Linked DNA regions of Mus musculus: region 2 is linked to region 1. The links are chromatin contacts, called in public HiChIP or PLAC-seq maps. All regions are on one chromosome and are shown on one strand. The core of a region is the stretch at or near the end of the contact, and the rest is flanking DNA. Distances in the headings are between cores, read along the strand shown. Region 1 holds the start of Shld1 (shieldin complex subunit 1). Region 2 overlaps AU019990 (expressed sequence AU019990).

The links. HiChIP or PLAC-seq counts read pairs in DNA pulled down with a chosen protein or histone mark.
Region 2: an H3K27ac HiChIP or PLAC-seq map of heart atrium shows a contact between it and region 1, with 30 read pairs. The contact joins the enhancer-like site here to the promoter of Shld1 in region 1. A contact is called at or near these places in 3 of 39 promoter capture datasets (the C10 cell line and liver), 22 of 484 Hi-C or Micro-C datasets (the AML12 cell line, CD4 T cells, CD8 T cells and 9 more), 8 of 115 datasets of contacts at active chromatin or transcription factors (CD8 T cells, bone marrow-derived macrophages, effector CD8 T cells and 4 more) and 3 of 9 other capture datasets (adipose tissue, liver and pancreatic islet).

The regions. Positions count from the first base shown.
Region 1 is chr2:132,684,668-132,688,605 of GRCm38.p6, reverse strand. Shld1 (shieldin complex subunit 1) reads right to left here and starts at 1,675. Exons shown (of 3, transcript NM_001358260.1): 1 at 1,625-1,675.
Region 2 is chr2:132,636,666-132,640,861 of GRCm38.p6, reverse strand. All of the region lies in intron 4 of AU019990 (expressed sequence AU019990), which reads right to left. Among named protein-coding and RNA genes, the nearest start is that of AU019990, 41 kb to the right of the region's middle. Within about 2 kb of position 2,296, at least 13 of the 459 cell types and tissues checked have an H3K27ac peak or open chromatin away from gene starts, as enhancers often do. A contact at or near this core is called in heart atrium, liver and olfactory sensory neurons, where this site is marked.

The DNA of each region.
Region 1 (3,938 bases), core at 426-2,925:
GCACAGTTAGACAAGAAAAGGCAGTGAAAGGTTGGAAAGAGAGCTATAAAATTATCCCCCTTTGCAGGACACAGGGGCAGGGGATGCAGCTTGGTGGTAAAGTACTTGCCTAACATGTACCAGACTCTGGGTTCAATCCCCAGGGCAAAAATCAAACAAAAATCAGATATGATCTTGTATAGAAAACCTCAAGGAAGCCACAAAAAAAAATTTTTAAATAAACAACTTACACAAGTTTGCAAGATACAAGACCAAACACATACACAAATCACTTGTATTTTTAGACAAGTGATACAACCTCAAAAGAAAAATTAAGAACCTTTTCCATTTGTAAGGGCACAGAAATGAAACACGGCTGTATTAAATATGCACAAGATGTTAAATATGCACTAAAGAAATGGAAGACCTTCCTTGTTCGTGCACCAGAAGCCAGTATCTTAAGATGGTGCTATTCGCAGGGGTGGTGGCCCATGCCTTTAGTTCTAGCAGACATAAGCCCAGCTCTGTATGTTTAGAGCCCACTGAACTACATAGTGAGTTCCTGGCCAGCCAGAGCTACATAGTGAGACCCTGTCCTAAAAATAAACTAAAATAAAACATAACAAAATAAAAAATAAAATATGATGTTACTAATGCCCAAACTATCCCTACAAAACAAAACAAATAGTGCAAGTCAGATGTGATGGAGATCCTGGAATGAAGACAAGAATATTGACACAAAGACATAGAAGTGAAAGAGAAAGGTAAGTCCCAAAGTAGAATCACACTGATGGGCAATTGATGGAGAAATTCAGAAAACAGACAGGAAGGTCCTTTTCAACATAAAAATAAGAATATGCAATACGATTCCATAAAGATAGGCATTGTTAAGTCATCCATGGAATGCAATTCTCTCAAGTCCCCAAAACAAGCTTTGCAAATCCCTGCCCCAAGAATCTAGCCACATACTTTTTTGATTCCGTTTATATACAATGCAAATTAAACAACCCTAGAGACAGACAGCACTCTGGTCATAGCCCAGGACTGGGGTAGGGGCAAGTGGTGGGCGGAGCGAAGCTCTCTGGTTCTGGACTGTGTTCCTCAATAAATAGTTTTCCTTGGCGTGATGAGAACAGTCCAGGGTTATCACAAGTGCACAATTAGGCTAACGTACAAAACAGACTGTAGTTTACACTTTTGATTTTTATGGAAACATCAAGTTACTAATACTGCTGTTTAAAATTATAATAGACCCCTGGTAGCCCACGCCTTTAATGCCAGCATAGGAAGGAGGATCTATTTGTAAGTTCGAGGCCAGCCTGATCGACATAGTGAATTCCAGGACAACCATAGCTATGTAGAGAGACTATATATATATGCAAACCAAAACCATAAAAGCCTTAACAAAACCAAAATAAATAATTGACTGGAACTAATCCTGATCTCTACTAATTCCAGAGCGAGGTAAAAAGAGCGCAGTGGGCGGAGCTTGGAGCGGAGGGGCGGGGCGGGGCAGGTGCCAGGGAAACCGGCGGAATAAACCATCCGCTCCTCCCCCTCCCTCCTCGCTTCCCCGCTCCCTTCCCACCGCCCTCCAGAACGGCAGAAAAACCGGCAGAGGTTCTCAGAGCCCCGTGTCACTCACCGGCTGACCGCAAGAGCCCGGAACCGGAAGCGCTGGCTCCATCTTTGTTATGGGAAAAGCAGAGTTTAAAAGGAAGTTGTTGAACCCGTCTTTGCTGAGGCGAGAAAAGGTCAAGGCAAGTCAGCTGCGGCCATCTTAACTGAGGGCATTTGCCTGAACTCCTGCAGCAGGACGGTCATCTGGGATATTTAGTTGCTCTAAGTGTCCTTGTCCGACTCCAAAGAAACTGGGAAACTGTTAACATGCAAAGTCTCTTAAAAAGGACATAAGACGAAAACTGGCCTTGGAAGTACAGTCTGAACCCGAGGCCTTGGGAGGACGTTGTGAGGCAAGACGATCAGGAGCTTTAGGCTAGCAAAATTCTCTCAGACAGCATTAAGAATAATTTAATATTGTTACATGGATTCTATTCGGGCTAAAATTTCAGGACCACACAAAAGAACAAAAGGGTTGACTGTTGAAAGACAAAATTCGAGGGGCTGGGGATATGGCGTAGCATGTGAATCGGTGTCTGGAATTTGGTCCCAAATTCCACCCCTCTCAAGAAAGCACACAACCAGAACAAACTCAGCCTAGAGCTAGTGGAGAGTTCTAGAGCAGCATGGATCTGCTTATGGGGAGACGTCCCATATTTTCTTATGGGAGAAATGGAAAGAGAATGAAAAGCCCAAGTTCTAGGGTACTATCCTTATAGGTTTAAACAAAGGAGATTGTGTTGAGCAGAACTATGGAGAAAGCAAGCTTGTTTCAAGTTCATTTAAGTGGCACTTAGCACAAAAGATTCCATTCCAGTTTGGTTCTGTCCACTGGGCCTACTACTGTAAAAAGCTAGTCTAAAACAATTCTGTTTAATTGGACGGTTTTCTCCCCCACCATAGTCTTGAGGGGTCCAGTATATTTACAGCCCCTCCAGATCCCTACCTTTGGGTGAGACCCCACACATTAGGAGTCCTGCAAGTTAGAGGAATGTTTTCAAATTACTGCTTTAGGGGCTAGAGAGATGGTTTAGCAGTAAGGAACATGGGCTGCTCTTCCAGAGGACCTGGGTTCAGTTTCCAGTGTTTACATGACAGCTGACATCCTTTTCTAAACCCAGTTCCAGAGAACCCATTGTCCTTTTCTAACCTCCAAAGGCACCAGGCATACACACAGAAAATATTTTAAAATATTTAAGCGTTGTGCTTGAGCCAGTTGTGGTGATAAATGTCTTTAGAATCCACTGCTCAAGTGGCTGAAATAGGCTGTTCTCTGTGAACTCAAGGCCATCCTAGTCTAGTTATCTATTCCAGGCCAGCCATAGATAGATAGTAAAACGCTGTCTCAAATAAATAAATAAATAAATAAATAAATAAATAAATAAATAAATAAATAAATAGTTATCTATTCCAGGCCAGCCATAGATAGATAGTAAAACGCTGTCTCAAATAAATAAATAAATAAATAAATAAATAAATAAAATAAAAGCAAATAGTGCTTGAGGTTTGGCCATTCAATACTATATACTGTGAAAGTGTGTGCACATGTCTTAGTTAGGGTTTCCATTGCTGTGAAGAGACAAGTCAACTCTCATATGTGACAACATTTAATTGGGGCTGGCTTACAATGTCAGAGGTTCAGTCATGGTCATGTGCAAGCAGTCTTGGTGCTAGAGAAGGAGCTGAGAGTTCTACATCTTGATCTAAAGGCTGCCAGAAGACTAGCTTCCAGGCAGCTAGGAGGAGGGTCTAAAAGCCCACCCCAACAGTGACACACCCTCTCCATCAAGGCCACACCTAACAGTGCCATTCCCTGGGCTAAGCAAGTTCAAATTACCATGTCAGACAAAGACCTCATCTCTCCCCAGCTCCACCTCCTCCACACTGGTTTCATTGCTTGTTCTTTCTTGCCCTGAGTTTTCCTTCCTCACAGCTTCATTCCTTAGGAACAGTTTTTTCTACTTTCTGGTCCTTATAATATTCAGATATCAGCTTTAGAGAGTTCTCCCTGCCAGAACCTCCCCTGACTTGTCAAATAGGCGTTGACTGTTCCTTCCAAGAGACCTCGCTTTCCACTTATCTCTTTAAATCCTTTTGCTCTTCCTTCTTTTCCCACTATGCAGTAGCTCTCTGAAGGGCAAGGACAAGTATGTTTTGCATACTTCCATCCAGATCCCAGTTCAGTGAGCCAGGTTGGTGTGCTGCTGTGGTCAGGAATGGGTGAGGCCCTCCCCCTCTCGCCCCCTCCCTGCTCTCAGTATCTCTCGTTCCCCACCCACACCTGACTCAACAATGACACCCAAACTTGGCTTTACCACCTGTTATCAGTGAAGCAGAGA
Region 2 (4,196 bases), core at 1,047-3,546, 48 kb after region 1:
CTCAACTCCAGCTCCTAGGAGGTTCAAACCCAAGGTGAGGGAGCTGTGTGAACTTCCTGGAGCAGCCGTGTCTAAGGACTCTTTACCTCAGTCTAGGACAGCTCTGAGGGACTTCCCTGATCTCCTCATAGTATTAGAGGCGGTATTATGAAGGCACCACAGCCTGGCTTCCTTGCATGGCCAGTTCTCTCCTCCAAGATGCTATTCTCAGATAGATACTATTCTCAAGATACTCCTCAGCTTCCTGTGGCATTTCTTCATCTCAAGACATCTTCCTCAACTCCTGGAAAGGGTCCTCCCAGAATGCTGAAGAGGTCTGGGTCTCATTCCAACTCTCCCCAGCCCCAGTACAGGAAAGAAGACTTCATAAGAAAATGGGCACATGTTACCCTGCAAGAGGTACCCAGCAACATGCTGGATAGTCTTAGGTCAACTTGACACACACACTGGAGTTATCTGGAGGGAGGGAACTTCAATTGAAATGATGACTAAAAGCCGGACGTGGTGGCGCATGCCTTTAATCCCAGCAGAGGCAGGCAGATTTCTGAGTTTGAGGCCAGCCTGGTCTACAAAGTAAGTTCCAGGACAGCCAGGGCTGTCCAGAGAAACCTGCCTCGAAAAACCGGAAAAAAAAAAAAAAAAAGACTAAGATCCAGCAGTAAGGAATTTTCTTTATTAGTGACTGGTGGGGGAGGGCCCATCCCACCATCCCATTGTGGGTGGTGCCATCTCTGGGCTGGTGGTTCTGGATTCTATCAAAAAGCAGGCTGAGCAAGCCAGGGGGAAGCAAACTAGTAAGCAGCTGTCCTCTGTGGCCTCTGCATCAGCTCCTGCCTCCAGGTTCCTGCCCTGTTTGAGCCCCGTCCTGATTTCTGTGGATGATGAACACTGATGTGGACATATAAGCAGAATAGACCCTTTCCTCCCAACACTGCTTTTTTGGTCATGGTGTTTCATTGCAGTAATAGAAACCCTAACGAGGACAATCTCTGACCCATCCCAGGGAGATATTAAAATTCTTCCCAAATGCTACACCATTACTTTTGCTATCTTTAGAACACAGGTACAATAATATCCCCGTTAGCCAATAAAGAATATATAACTTCTCCCCCAAAGTCACCAGGCATTTGTTGGGTCTACAGGAGGGTCCCAATAACCTTCTCTGGTTTTGTGGCTGCTGTCTGCTGCGGCAGCTTACAGCGAAGTGTTTTTAGAGTACACCGTCCTCATGTTTCCCTTGGCACCTAAATGAATTCCCAGGGTTATTTCCAGAACTCAGATAAACAAACAGGACCTCAGCCTGAACTAAAAGAGAGATAACCTCAAACAACCTTTCCCTGCCCTTAGGTACGGAGACCTTTTAGCACGTGCCTCAGAAGGGTGGTTCTTACTCCTCCAACAGATCCTGCTGTGGGGCCTCATAATCAGCCAATAGCAATGTTTAGAAGCAGCCTTTCGTGGAATTGTCTCAGAAGACATGATTAATCGAAGGCAGTTTTTGTGGCAGGTCACCAACCAACCCAAAGGACTCTCGCAGGTCAGAAGAGATGTGTACAACCGAGCTGCTCTGGTGTGATGTTGTGGTTTCACCTGACATGCTGGAACCGCTAACTCCACAAGATGTGGGCAGCAAGCACGATAGGATTTCATTTCTCCCTAAGGCAACCCTAAGGGAAGGATATGGATGCAGGTAGACTATTGGATAGGTAATGCTAGGAAGTTGAAATCATAGGCAGGAAGAATAAAGCAGAGAGAGGAGAACAGCTAAGACAGTGCGTGGTGGTTTGAATAGGAATGTCCTCATAGACTCACGTTCCTCTGCTTGGCCCTTAGGGAGTGGCACTATTAAGAGGTGTGGCCTTGTTAGAAGAAGTGTCTCACTGGGGGATAGGCTGAAAGGTCCCCTATGCTCAAGCTGTGCCCAGTGTGGCACAGTCTCCTTCAGCTGCCTTTAGATCAAGATGTAGAACTCTCAGCTCCTTCTCTATCACCACGTCTGCCAACATGCTGCATGCTCCCCACCATGATGATAATGGACTAAACCTTTGAAACTGTAAGCCAGCCCCAGTTGAATGTTTTCCTGTATAACAATTGCTGTGGTCATGGGATCTCTTCACAGCAATAAAAACACAAGGTTGGTTCATAGGTAACCACTGAGGGCAACTGAGACTCAGGGACCTTGGAGGGAACCACAGAGAACCCTCAGAAGCTCTGCTACAGGCTGGAGCCTGCCATGCCTAACCATGGGTCTCACTCTCTGTCAGATGAGCACTGCTCCTGGGCGTGTTAACTCCATGTACTTTCATGTACCCGAATCTGGCTGAGTGACCTTTTACTGCCTAAGAGAGAGCGGAGGTGTTTCCAGGTTAGCTTGAAAACAGAAAACTGGCAAAGTTCATGGAACTGTCTCTCCAAAGTGCCCTGAAGCAGGTGGATGACACTATATGGCAAAACACCCCATAGGCATCTGCTACAGATGCATAATAAAAATATGAGTGAACACGGGGTATGCTGCACACTTGTAATCCCGGAACTCAGGAAGCAGGGTCGGAGGATTACTGAGAGAAGAAGCCCGTGTGACCTATATAGGGAGTTCCAGGCCAACCAAGCTATACGGTGATACTCTGTCCAAAACCCTCAAACAAAACCGAAATATAAATAAAGCGCATCAAGATAAGGGCATGCAGGTTACAGAGGGAGGCACTGACCTTTCCTATGCCAACTTTCCTTTGGCAAACAGTGCTTTTTTCTCTCTCTCACGGCCACTAACAATAGCCCCTCACAGATATCCATGTCACAGCCCTGGACCCTGGTAGGACATAGGATTACGTGGCAGAAGTGAATTAGGTTGCTAATCAGCTTGGAGATTGGGGGTTATCCTAGATTATCCAGCGTGCCTAAAGAAATCATGAGGGGAAAGCGAGACTGAGGTAATGTACCAGCAAACAGTTCCACGGCTCTGCTAAGTGTAGGAGGCTGGGAAACATAGCCTGCCAACTTCCCTTTGCCCCTTCAGGAGAAGGAAGAGGTTCCATGAACAAGGAAACAGACCATACCACATGAATTTGGCCACAAAGCCCTTCCCTTTGTGAGATTTATAATTTTACAACCATGCCAGCAGGTTTTCTGTAGACGCAATCATTTCTTTAAAACAGATCTATTGGATGGAACACAGGGCCCCTAAAGAAGGAGCTAGAGAAAATACTCAACCCTATAGAAGGATCAACAATATGAACTAACCAGTATCCCCTAGAGCTGTGTCTCTAGTTGCATATGTAGCAGAGGATGGCCTAGTAGGCCATCAATGAGAGGAGAGGCCCTTGGTCTTGTGAAGATCATATGCCCCAGTACAGGGGAATACCAGGGCCAGGAAGTGAGAGTGGGTGGGTTGGGGAGCAGGGCAGGGGAGGGTATAGGGGACTTTCGGAATAACATTTGAAATATAAATGAAGAAAATATCTAATAAAAAAAACCCATATATTTGCTCAAATTCTGCTTTCCAAAAAGAGTCCATCATGACCACATTCCTCAGAACTTAGACCTAGACCATTTTTGGAGGATGGCAACAGCACATACAGAGCACATACCAGGGACAACTTGGGTGTGGCCTTACACCTGTAATCCCCAAACTAAAGAGCTGAAGGTGGGATCAGGAGTTCAAGGTCAGCCATAGTTATATAGAGAGTGTTTGTTAGATGAGACCCTGCCACAAACAAATAAGCAAGAATTTAAAACAGACAAACCAGGGGGAGATGGCTCAGGGGGTAAAGGTATTTGCTGCCAAAGCTGACCACCTGACTTCAATCTTCAGAACCCCTATGGTGGAAGGAGTGATGACTGTCACAAATTGTCCTCTGACCCACCCCCCCTCTCTCTCACACACACATACATACACAAATACATTTTTAAAAGGGAGAGAAAGAAAGAAACTGATGGCTTGCCCAAGGGACTTTTTCCATTCATAAATATTCCCTCACAGACAACAAGAAAACTGTCCCCAAGGAAGCCCTGGCTTATGTATATTAGACCAGGACCAGTATGAACTATGGCTGTTAACAGGGTGGACAGTGTGGAGGAAGGACTGAGGACAATTGGTGTACCTCACCCCAGCATGCAAATCTGGTCACGTGACTGCTCTTCTCAGAGCTCATGTGGGTGGGATTTATTATTAGATAAATGGGTATATACTGATGGCT